Linked DNA regions of Mus musculus: region 1 is linked to region 2. Evidence: chromatin contacts called from public Micro-C data. All regions are on one chromosome and are shown on one strand. Each heading gives the region's core, a stretch centred on a gene start, on an enhancer-like site or on the middle of the called end of the contact. The rest is flanking DNA. Distances are from core to core; before and after follow the strand shown. Region 1 holds the start of Thbd (thrombomodulin). Region 2 holds the start of Foxa2 (forkhead box A2).

Evidence for each region. A called contact is a pair of places that touch in the nucleus more often than the background predicts.
Region 1: a Micro-C map of embryonic stem cells shows a contact between it and region 2, with 4 times the contacts expected there. The contact joins the promoter of Thbd here to the promoter of Foxa2 in region 2. A contact is called at or near these places in 12 of 39 promoter capture datasets (the 3T3-L1 cell line, cranial neural crest, embryonic stem cells and 6 more), 15 of 484 Hi-C or Micro-C datasets (LSK cells, adipose-derived mesenchymal stem cells, embryonic stem cells and 2 more) and 5 of 115 datasets of contacts at active chromatin or transcription factors (embryonic stem cells and extraembryonic endoderm stem cells).

What each region holds. Positions count from the first base shown.
Region 1 is chr2:148,405,660-148,411,579 of GRCm38.p6, forward strand. Thbd (thrombomodulin) reads right to left here and starts at 2,529. Exons shown (of 1, transcript NM_009378.3): 1 at 1-2,529. The coding sequence starts at 2,287. The coding sequence ends at 554.
Region 2 is chr2:148,044,231-148,050,643 of GRCm38.p6, forward strand. Foxa2 (forkhead box A2) reads right to left here and starts at 1,718. Exons shown (of 2, transcript NM_001291065.1): 1 at 1,597-1,718; 2 at 1-594. The coding sequence starts at 1,683.

The sequences.
Region 1 (5,920 bases), core at 1,279-3,778, 360 kb after region 2:
AAAAGAACGTTTTCTGCTTTTAGTGTTTCTTTTCTGTTTCACATAAGAGTTTGGAAACAACGGTAAGGGCAAAGTTATGATCAGGTTTGGGGAGGAGAATGACAGGAGGGGGGGAATGGAGGGACTGAGAAAGCTGTGGGGGGCTGGAGACTTACAAGCAGAAGAAAACTGGAGGGAAGAAAATACTAAATACTTTAAAAAAAATAAATATCTGGGTCATCTCCAGCCCATGGGGTCAAGGTTTGCCTTCAAGCCTACAGATCAGCAGCACTAGGAGGTGAGGTGAGGGACTGGGGTACTCTGGGATCTCCGCTGTATTTGCCACCTCCGCCCAGTTGTCCAGTATCTACTTGGAAGAAACTGGGCTGTCCTGCTTCAAGTCCTCCCTACCCTCGCTTGTCCTGAGAGGATGGGCTCTTCTCTGGTTATTATACCAGCCAGGGTGCTTTTAAGTTGCCAGAGAACACAGCTGGGAGGCTGGAGAGAGAGAGAGGAGAGGAGAGGTACAGAGCCCGGAAAGACAAAGGCCACCTGGGTCTCTGGAGCAAATCCCTCAGAACTTCTGCAGCGTCCGATCAGTCCTGACGTGCTGCAGCACTACCTCCTTGGCGGAAGATGCGCACTTGTACTCCAGCTCTGCACGAGCAGCGCCCTGCTTCTTGCGCAGGTGACAGAGAAGCGCCAAAAGCGCCACCACCAGGGACAGGCTGGCAATGGAGATGCCAATGAGCACGCCAGAGTGCACTGGCCTTGCAGAAGGGGGACCTGTCGGAGAGCCTGGCGTAGGGCTGACTGGAGGCTCCCCAGAGCCCTCCTCTTCCTTGGTGTCTTCCCTAACAGGGATGGGGTCACAGTCTTTGCTAATCTGACCAGCAAGGGCTGTGTCAGGCCCGCAGATACACTCATAGGAGCCAGGGAAGTTTCGACATTCACTGGTGAAGCATTCGCCTTGACTGCACTCATCAATGTCCGTGCATACGGAACCCTCGTCCAGGATGAAGCCTTCAGGGCATTCACAAACAGTAGGAGAGTTAGGGTCACAGTCTGCTGGGCACGAAGTTTCATTGCAGAACATTTCGCACTTGTGCGGTTCATCCGGCTTGGGTGCGAAGCCTGGAGCGCAGATGCATCGGTAGTCGGTGGGGCTCACTGGCTGGCACTGAAACTCGCAGTTAGATCCGAAACACGGATCCAGAAGCTCCACGCACTCTCCATCCACCAACTCATAGCCATCATAGCAGAAGCATTCGAAGCCGCCCTTGGTGTTAACACAGAGCTGGGGACATGGATTGGGCCCCTGCTTACAGTCATCCACGTCCTCACACCGGTGTCCGTCTGCAGCCAACTGGTAGCCTGTCTCACACATACAGGAGTAAGAGCCTGGCACTTCAGCGTTGCTGACACAAAAATGCTCGCAGAGTTCGTTGCACGATTGAACCACAGGTCTTGCACACGAACGTCCATCGGCCTGCAGGTCCATGTCTCTGGGGCAGAGGCATCTGGGTTCATTCGTGCTCCTATTGCACAAGTACTCACAGCCACCATTCTCCACGCTGCAATTCCAGGCTCCTGTCGCTTCCCAAGCCCAGTGTCCCTCTGAAGTTCCGGGCGGGGCCCTGCACACCAGCTCCAAGCCAAGGGGCTCCACCGCGGCGGAACTGCCTACCGGCAGCGTTTGAAAGTCCGCACCACTGACCCCGAACGGGGTGTTGTAGGTACTAGAGATGTGGGCAGCCTCAGGATCGCGAGTATTCACCGTCAGAGGCCTGCAGGAAGCTGTGAAGTAAAACTCACAGAGGAAACCCTGGGTCTCAGTCTCGCATGGCTTCTCTTCCCAGGCCGGCTCGCCGGGTGCAGCTTCAGTTGCTGTCGAGACCGTGACGCACAGAGGGCCGCAGAGTGGAGCCGTCTGGTCGTTGGGCCGCGCCCACCTGCTGTAACTGGTGTGGTTATCGCCAGTAACCCACTGGAAGCCGCGCAGGGGCCCGAGATGCACCGGGTCGTCACAGCCCTGCGGGAGCTGTAAACCGATCCAGGGCCCTAAATCCATACTGCTCTGGCTCAGCAGAAGGGAGATGACATCGGCAGCCACTGAGGAGCGCACTGTCATCAAATGTCCTTGCAGGCGCTGGCAGGCCTGGCTGGCATCGAGGAAGGTCGCGGGGCCCTGGAAAAGCGCGAAGCACTCATGCTCCACGCATTGACTGCCTGTGGGCTGCAGCTTGGCTAGTGCGGAGAGCCCCAGGCTAGCTGGAGCCAGCACACCCAGAAAGAAAATCCCAAGCATGCTGTCCAGGGGTGCACCGTGCAAGTTCCGAGAAAAGCTAGCCCTGCGCTGGTGCAGACACCCAGTCCAGGCAGAGGGGTTTCCGTATGCCTGCGGCGACAGCAGCTAGCCTCTATCACAACCTAGACGTTTCTAGCCCAGGCTCCTAGTCCCTGCGAGGCAGCCTCTAACATGCCACTCCGCTGAAGCTCCAGTTTATAAATGCGCGGCCCTCCCTCTTTGCACGTTCGGGAAAAGGAAGGAAGTGCCTGGTGGGAAGGGCTGATGCTGCGTTCTCGGATTACTGGGTTCTCCGGACGCCTTGCGCCCGCCCTCCAGCCTGGGATCACCTCTGCGCGATGAGTTAAAAAGTCTGTCTGGGCGTTGGGAGGCCCTCGGGCGTGGCCTGCAGGCGCCACCACAGAACAGAACTGTGTCAGCAAGACGACAGTTCCTGCCCCAGACTCTCCGGTATAGCCCGCGGGTAGCCTGTGTTTAAACCTCTACACACGTACACACACTCAGACGCGAACACACACACACTCACACTCACACTTCCACATAGATGCTACCAAAGTTTGGAAGATGGTCCGGTTGGTGGGGCAGGGAAAAGAAAAGTCCAGTAGAGGTGTGTCTGAGACTTGCAAGACTCTGAAAAAGGTGAGCTAAATGCAAGGCAGGAACTCAGGAAGCCTGGCTGCATTGACAATCGGAGGTTTAGGTCCCAAATGACCTTGGAGGAGGCCAGGGGAAACAATACTAGGGCAGCAAGAGGAGAGAGTGGTCTAATAACCCCAAACCCTTCTCCAGTCTCCATTCCTCTCCTGTTCTGAGCAGGCATCTCCAAGGCCAGACCCTATCTAGTTGCTTGAGAACATCGTGCAAGTTTTGTCTGGGCTCAGAGATCATGGCCCCCTTTCCCAGTTCAATTCCTGCAGAATCCTCTGGGGAAGGTGTGTTGCGTTCCTTTGTTCTGGTTTGTTTTGTTTTCCTCCAAGCCTATCTCAGACCCCTCAATGAAACTGGCCCCGGGGTGGGGAGGGGGGGAGGGGGCTTTGCAAGGAGACTGTATGAGCTACAATAGAGCCTACTTGGTTCCTTTTGACGTGATCATTTCCATCGTCATTTGAGAGTCTCAAAAGATAGAGGTGCCTACACAATCCGTTTGCTCACAAAGGGCATTGAAGAGGAGTGTCTTGTGGGCAGCTGGGAGGGGAGGAAGGGAATCTGTCACTTAAGACTTTTAGATGCTAAGCACTCACCAAGAATGTGGAGGGCTGTGTTCAAATCAAAGCTTAGCCACCTCCTCCCCACCTCTCTCATCTGCCTATTCCCCAAGCGTGCGCGTCATCACACACACACACACACACACACACACACACACACACACACACCAAGAGGACCCTGCACTCCGTGGCAGTCACTTCCACCCCACTGCCAGGAGGCGGTGCTGTTGAACTCTAGACCAATCCAAGGACAGTAGAGCATTACTTACTACAACTGCTACGGAGCAGCTCAGACTGCCTGGAGCAAAGCTGAAGGTTAGGAAATTCGTCTGTGGGAAGCCTCGCGAAGTTCCCATGGCTTACAAATGAATAGCTTCTCTGGTTCAGTACAGCTCGGACTTTAGATGAGAACAGAAGGCTGCGGTGTCCTCACGTGGAGAAAAACATTCACAGAGGGACGCGTGGCCAAGAGGGTGAAATGAGGCAGGCAGATTTCTGAGTTCGAGGCCAGCCTGGTCTACAAAGTGAGCTCCAGGACAGCCAGGGCTATACAGAGAAACCCTGTCTCAAAAAAACCAAAAAAAAAAAAAAAAAAAAAAAAAAAAAAAAAAAAAAAAGAGGGTGAAATGAAAGCACTGAAATTGTAAAAAGAAGCAGGTGGAACATCCTCCATCTGCTTGCCCATGTGGGACTCTGTCTCTGTCAAGCCAGAGCTGGGACCTGTAGAGTCCACCACCCCCTTGACTGACGTTGTCTTTATTGGGTCAAAGCTGCCTCAGCTCTCCAGGAAAGAAAACTCCAGAGGGAATGGGAATAAATATAGCAATGCCTGGGTCCTAGGAAAGAGAGAAGAATGACTAGGGGTTGGACAAGGGGATAGCCTCTAGAGAAGGGGGCAGCTTTCTTATGTGGGATGGGACCTCCAGGGGCACTGTTCCAGAGTAGGGGCATCCCCTAGGTAGAAGACAACAGGGCATGGACCAGAGGCACTGTCTGCAGAGTGTGAACTGGTGGGATTATTCAGTGCTGTGAGAGCATGGAATTAAATGGTGGTTACCCTCCTGAGTGGGGACTTTTCAATACGACAACTGCCTTAATTAGGGTTTCTGTGGCTGTGAGAAAACACCATGACCAAACGCAACTTGAGGAGAGAGCAGTTTGTTTCATCTTCCTGCTTAAGGTTCATTGTCCAGAGGAGTCAGGGCGTGAACCTAAGGGCAGGAACGGACACAGAGGCCAGAGTGAAATGTTGCTTACTGCCTTGCTTCTCAATGGTTTGCTCAGCTTGTCTTCTTATATCACCCAGGACCAACCAGCCCAAGAGTGGCACTTCCCACAAGGAGATGGGCCCGTCCACATCAATCATCAGTCAAGAAAGTGCACCACAGGCTTGCCTACAGGCCAATCAACTGGGGGCATTTTTACAACTGAGCTTCTCTCTTCCCAAATGACTATTGTTGGGAGCCGCCCCCACATTCGCCGTTACAAGATGGCGCTGACATCCTGTGTTCTAAGTGGTAAACAAATAATCTGCGCATGTGCCAAGGGTATCTTATGACTACTTGTGCTCTGCCTTCCCCGTGACGTCAACTCGGCCGATGGGCTGCAGCCAATCAGGGAGTGACACGTCCGAGGCGAAGGAGAATGCTCCTTAAGAGGGACGGGGTTTTCGTTTTCTCTCTCTCTTGCTTCTTGCTCTCTTTTCCTGAAGATGTAAGAATAAAGCTTTGCCGCAGAAGATTCTGGTCTGTGGTGTTCTTCCTGGCCGGTCGTGAGAACGCGTCGAATAACAATTGGTGCCGAATTCCGGGACGAGAAAATCCGGGACGAGAAAAAACTCCGGACTGGCGCAGGAGGGATACTTCATTTCAGAACCAGAACTGCGGATCACGTTTATAAAGGTTCCCGTAACACAGACTGTTGAGAAGGATTCAACTGCCGAATTCAGAACTCATCAGCTGGGGAACGACGGTGATAAAGGTTCCCGTAACACAGACTGTTGAGAAGGATTCAACTGCCGAATTCAGAACTCATCAGCTGGGGAACGACGGTGATAAAGGTTCCCGTAAAGCAGACTGTTAAGAAGGATTCAACTGTATGAATTCAGAACTTTTCAGCTGGGGAACGAGGTAAGTCTGATCTTGAACTTTCTAAGGAAATTCAGGACAGTCTATCAGAAGTAAAGTGGAAAATGTTTGGCCTTGAATTTTTTCTAGTGTTAGGAGCCCTTTTGTTCCTTTTCACATGTTATATAGTGCTTAAGATAGGGCTGAAAATTCTAGAGGAAATTCAGGGCAGTCTATCAGAAGTAAAGCGGGGAGAGAGAGTAGGAGCAAGGAGAAACGGTAAGTATACAGGCCTTTCCAAGGGTCTTGAACCCGAGGAAAAGTTAAGGTTAGGTAGGAATACCTGGAGAGAGATTAGAAGA
Region 2 (6,413 bases), core at 468-2,967:
GGGCACCTTGAGAAAGCAGTCGTTGAAGGAGAGAGAGTGGCGGATGGAGTTCTGCCAGCGCTGCTGGTTCTGCCGGTAGAAAGGGAAGAGGTCCATGATCCACTGATAGATCTCGCTCAGCGTCAGCATCTTGTTGGGGCTCTGCTGGATGGCCATGGTGATGAGCGAGATGTACGAGTAGGGAGGTTTGGCGTGTGTGTAGCTGCGTCGGTATGTCTTGGGGTCCCGAGCGCGGCTCAGGCCGGCCTGCCCGTACATGGGGCTCATCGAGTTCATGTTGGCGTAGGGGGCAAGGCCACCCATGGCCCCGGCCGCCTGTCCCCCGAGCGGGCTCAGACTCGGACTCAGGTGAGGTCCCATGCCCGCCACGCCGGCCGCCCCGGCTGAGCCGCTCATGCCCGCCATGGCGCCGGCGCCCGGGGACATGCCAGCTAGCGACGGGCTCATTCCAGCGCCCACATAGGATGACATGTTCATGGAGCCCGCGCTCATGTTGCCGGAACCGCCGCCCATGGCAGCCGCGGACATGCTCATGTATGTGTTCATGCCATTCATCCCCAGGCCGGCGTTCATGTTGCTCACGGAAGAGTAGCCCTGCGGACAGAGCCCGGGGAGGAGACAGGTTAGCACCTAGGCTGAGCTCGCCCGATCTTCCCACCCACCCACCAGTTGGACCCAGTCCCCCGCAATTCGTGCAAGCCTCTGGAATCTCTTGCTTTCCCTGGATCCCAGTGCACCAACACCAAGTCCTCTGGGCCCCAAAGAGAGCCGGAAAAGAGATCGCCCTAGGGCCAGCGGGACCTGAGGCTCAGCCTCGCCCAGATTCTAGAACTTCAGTGACCTGGACCACCGCCAACTCAGGCGCCCCAAATGTATTTTACTCTCCCTAGGGGCTCCTCAAATCAGCTGGCCAGCACACTGAGTCAGCACCGAGGCCGGAAATCTCCGTTGCTATCCCAGGTAGTCAAAAGCCACCTTTGGAACCTCACTGGGGCAGTCTCAAGCGAAAATCATCTCAGTGTCCTCTATTCTGGGGTTTCGTACCGGGACCCCACTCCTTAGTCATAGGGGAGTGAAGCGCAGTGCCTGCACAGAGTCCGGGAGCAGCTGGAGGCATCGCGTGGAGGAATAAGGAAGGGACCGCCAACTCGGCTAGGAACTGTTAGTGTCCCGGCTTCGTAGCGACAAACTTTTTTTCTCTTTGTCCACTGGTCTTTGATTCTTTGCCTGTACCTCTGTCCCCAACTCCTACCCACCTTCTCTTCCCCAGCTCCCCACCCCCTCGCCAGCCGACCTCCCACCCCTCCCCAGCCGCGCGCTGCCAAACATAACTCTGTTAGGATAGTGCGTGGCTCGGCCACGAAGAGGATTTGGAGGCGCCGCAAGTCAATATTTGATCACAAAGTTAATATTATCTCAAGGCTAACAGTGTGTCGTATAAAAAAGAGACCCATTTGAGTAGAAGGAGGGCGGAAAAGGCGGCTGTCCAGGAAGGCTAGAGGTGGGGGGGCGGGTACCGGTGAAGGGAGCGTGCGGAGGCTGGGGACGCGGAGATAGCTGTCACCCCACTTCTCCCTGGCCAGGGCAAGAGCTTACCTCGGGCTCCGCGTAGTAGCTGCTCCAGTCGGATGGCTCGTGCCCTTCCATCTTCACGGCTCCCAGCATACTGGAAGCCGAGTGCATGGCGGTTTAAAATTTAACAGCCACAACAAACGACCAGCAATCAGCCCCCACCCCCACCCTCTTAAAAAAAAAAGTCAGCAATGGTACCGTCCCCTCCCTCCCGCCCTCTCTCGCGCTCCCCCTCTCTCCCTCTCTGGACTCCACTTCCTCTCTCTCTCCCGCGGCCTGCGGCGGGAAGTAGCTGGGAGTGGGCGGGAAGGTGGCTGGCGGAGGAGGGGGCCGAAGAACCCTGGAGGCCGGAACCCGAGACTCGCCGTCGGGCGTGCACTCTGTCGCCGCGCTCCCGGGGCTGCCGGTGCAGGCTGAGGCTGGCAGTGTCGAGCTGCCGGGAGGCGGCGGGAAGCTAGCGGCGTGGGGGCGGGCGGGGGGAGAGCGAGAGGAGGGGGAGGAGGAGGAGGAGGAGGTGTGGACCGCGCAGCGGACAAGTGCCGCAATGACGTGAGCGGCTGGTGATATAGCGCGGTGCGCTGGCGCTGGCCTCCAATCCCCAGACCCCGGGCAGCCCATTTGAATAATCAGCTCACACTTAGGTGAGAGGAAGCCAGGGCTAGCGTTCCGCACCTGCCGCTGGGCGCCCCGAGCTAGCCCATCTCCTGCTGTCCCTGGCACTCCCAAGACCCCGACCTGCAAGCAGGCGTGCTGGCGCCCTGGTGGAGTCCCTTCCTTTACGTCCACGGGGAGTCTTCCGTGGACCCAGAGACCTGGGATCAAGCCACCCTTGGAGAAACTCAGGTCTCCTGCTCCCGCCCCGCCCCTCCTCATCGCCCCAAGCACGGGGTTCGTCAATCCGAAGGCGCGTACCGCCTTGGTGGCCTGCAAAGCGAGGCAAGCCAGATTTATTTATCTCGGGTTTCCTCCCTTTTAGTGCACATTCCCTGTCAAAACAACAAGCAGGTGACAGCCAATTTGCAAAGCGCTGTCCTATTTAGAAAAACTGTGTACACACCTTTAACTCGCTGGCCGCTGCTCCGGAGGCCCCTCCCCGTTACAGTTAAGTCCCGGGGCGGCCTCAGGAGGCGCGTAGGACTCGCGTGGTCTGGCCGCCCTGGTCGTCAGTTACCTCAGTCCTCTTTCTGGCTACCCACCTCAGTCGGCCTGGAGAGACCCGTTTAGCTGCAGCCAATACCCGGGAGGCAGCGATTTGCCTCTGGCATGAGGGCCTCGGTGTTTCAAGGTTACTTTTCAGTTAAATCCAAGGTGCCCAAAGCATTTCGTAACTAAAACAAACAGGGCAGTAGGTGGGGGTAGGGCAGGAGAAAAAAAATCAATAATGGGCCTTGTGGGATGACTTCAGGAGGATCTGTGTTCTCTGCCTGCAGAGACCAGGACTGTCTTATAAAAATTGAAAATTTCAGTTTCTTTTCTCTTTAGCTTCTAGGTGTTAAAAAGTGTCATTTGAAGTGTTGTCTTCTGCCTTTGAGGCAGAGGCAGGAGGATCTCAGAGAAGTCTAGGCTGACCTAGTCTATAGAGTGAGTTTCAAGACATCCGGGCTACAGAGAGAAACCTTGTCTCCCCAAACAAAACAAACATGAAAACAACAGAGTATGTCATTTATATTGTTAGCTACCAAGACCGAGACTAAGGTAAGCCTAGATTTTGGAGTGGAGGGTCTTGCCGGCGTTTTTATGTGGACAGTCTTTCTTGGTTCTGAAAATGTGACTAGGATGTAGGGATACAGTCCCAAACTCTTCTCTCTAGGAGATGGAGAAAATAGGAAATAGTTGGCCCAAATCCAGGTGTCCACAATTTCGTGTGGTAGAAGAAGAGTACATAGAGGTGGCAGGTACTGGGGTGAGCTTTGAGCATGGAAGCCTGAATGAGAATGGAAGCCAGATTGGAGGGTAAAGAAAGAGGTCAGCATCCTTTTGGACTGAAGACGCAGCAACATCAGTGCCCTTTGCTGCTGAAACGCACATAGTATGGACAGATAAGGTATTAATGTGTCATCTGAAGCAATGCAGAGCACGAGTCCCTCAAAGGCAACGCCTGTTTTCCCGCTGAAGGTGAATCTGACGTGTTCACCTAGTGAACACAGGGAACCCAGAGAGATCAGATCCTCCAGCATCTTCCCCAGGACCCCACAAGGATGACCGCAGACTTGAAAAAGAGGGGTGCACATGTTGTTTATAGATGCAGCTATTTTTCAAACTTAAAGCAAAAAAAAAATGCAGGCACCCAACTCCCCCCCCCCCAAGAGAGACACAGAGAATCACAGAGAGACAGTTCCACTCCCCACCAGAGAGAGAGAGAGAGAGAGAGAGAGAGCTCCATCCCCAGAGAGAAAAAGGCAGACAGAGACTGAGACAGCATTCTAGTTCTGTCTAGAGATCTTACATGTCGAAGTACAGTACACGCGCACGCACACACAACAAGGACAGTTCTCTCAGGAAGTGAAACTCAAGATATCAACATTCCGGTTTATTCTGTCCGTCGGTCTGTCTGTCCGTCTGTGTCTGTCAGTTGGTCTATTCCACCACCCCTCTCTGTTAAATGCCAGGGTATTTGTAAGCCTGTGGGCTGCACTGCTCTTTGATTGTGCTCCCAGCTGAAATTTGATCCCAGAAATTATTGCACGTGTAAAATTAGTTACCAAGCGCTGGGAGAGTGGGTACGCGGAGCAAAGCATGCTTCTCTCAGATCTGAGAATTCCTACCGTCCCCTCAGACACTGTGTGTGCTCAGATCTCAGGATAGCTGGGAGCGCTAACATCCAACTTCCACAGTGACAGGGCGCCCCCTGTCGGCCGCGAGGATTTCGGGGTCAACCCCAGTCCGGTCTTTTAGCTTTTGGAATCCTAATCGCGCTCCAACTGCTGTCCCTGGGCACCTTCTTCTGGCCCCATCTCCACCCAAGTGCTCCGCGTGGAAGTGAACACAGCCAAACCCGCGTCTAGTCTCCTAGCTCCGAGAAAGGGTGGGTCTGCGCATGACGCCACCTGGAACATTGGAGTAGAGGTGTCTGCGACCATCCCAGCACCACTGGCCGCTGGCATTCAGTGACCAGCCGGGGAGCGGGGCGCTCGTAGACTTCCGAGCGAGCGGAAACATTCTGGCAGCCCGGGGTCTCTCCCTAGGCCTCTGGCTTTGCAGGCGCTCGCTCTCGTTGGCGCGTACGCCGGTCCTCCCCGGAGCCGCCGTGATTTCTAAAGGTTTATTCAGAGCCCTGGCACCAGACCTTCAAGCTGGAATGCTGCAAACTGCCCCAGGTGCCTCTCTCCAGGAAAAAGTTCTCGGGAGCTCCCGCTGCACACAGATGTAGCTCTGATCCCCGGACAGTCTAAACCTCACCTGGGGCCGAGCCATACAAAGCGTTCCTTTGCCTGCTCCCTCCCTTTCGTCCCTTCTTCAGTCCAGCACTGCAGCGACAGTGTAAAGCCTCTTTACAAATGACCACTGATCTCCTAGGTTTGTTTTTGTTTTTGTTTTTTATTCTAGAAGTAGTGCTGGCGGCAATAGGGGCCCCTCTGATTTGGCCTCAAATATTGGCTATCTCTGCTGTCGCTGGAGAGAGACTGAGATCCAGTGTCCCTTAGCAAAACTGCTCCCCAGAATTTTCTGTCAATGAAACTAGCTGAAGAGCACATCAATAAACAGAACTCAGCTTCCCTGCTTAACGCTGTGCAATTCTCTAGTTGAATCCAAAATCTCAATGCAGAATATAGTATGTCAAAGGTAACACTTCATTTTTTGTGGGTGTGGTGTTGTTTCTGAAATGTATTTATTTATTTTAAATTTTATTTTATTTTTAATTTATTTTTTACACTCCATATTCCATTGCCCACTCTCCCCATTCACCCTCCAACTGCTCCACATCCCACACCTCCTTCCCACCCCAGCCCGTCTCCATGTGGATGCCCCCACCCCCTACCCCACCTGACTTCTAAACTGGGGCCTCCCGTCTCTTGAGGGTTAGATGCATCATCTCTGAATGAACACAAGACCCGATGTCCTCTACTGTATGTGTGTTGGGGACCTCATATCAGCTGATGTGTGCTGCCTGTTTAGTGGCCCAATGTTTGAGAAATCCCGGGGGTCCAGAGTAATTGAGACTGCTGGTCCTTCTATAGGATCACCCTTCTCCTCAGCTTCTTCCAGCCTTCCCTAATTCAACAACAGGGGTCAGCTACTTCTGTCCATTGGTTGGGTGCAAATATCTGCATCTGACTCTTTCAGCTGCTTGTTGAGTCTTTCAGAGGGTTCTGAAATTTATTTTTTAAAACCAGAACCCGCCCCAGGGTTTGTCTGTCTAGCATTTGTGCATACCCTCAAATATTCCTGTGTGTGTGTGTGTGTGTGTGTGTGTGTGTGTGTGTGTGTGTGTGTGTGTTTTGAGAGAATCGAAACACTTGTCTATGGGGAGTACTAACACATCACCATAGGATATTTACATGTGGGAATGAAGGAAAGGGTTACTAGGCTGCATGTGTTTGTAAAAACACACACACAAAAAAATGCCTATAAAAGTGAGGTGGGAAACAAAAGCAAGATTTTAATTTTAATAAGCCATGTTGGCTTTTGTGGCAAGATTTATGGGAAAGAAGGAACAGGTAGGAAATCATTGTAACATGAGTGTGATAGTGTGATTGGATTGGGGATGTAACTCCGTGGGAGAATGTGCTTTGTGTGAGCATGGCCTAGGTTTCATTTTCTTCCATCAAAACCAAAACCAAAACTAAATCAAAACCAAAACAAAACTGGATTTCATTTGGGTGATAGAACTATGTCTTCAG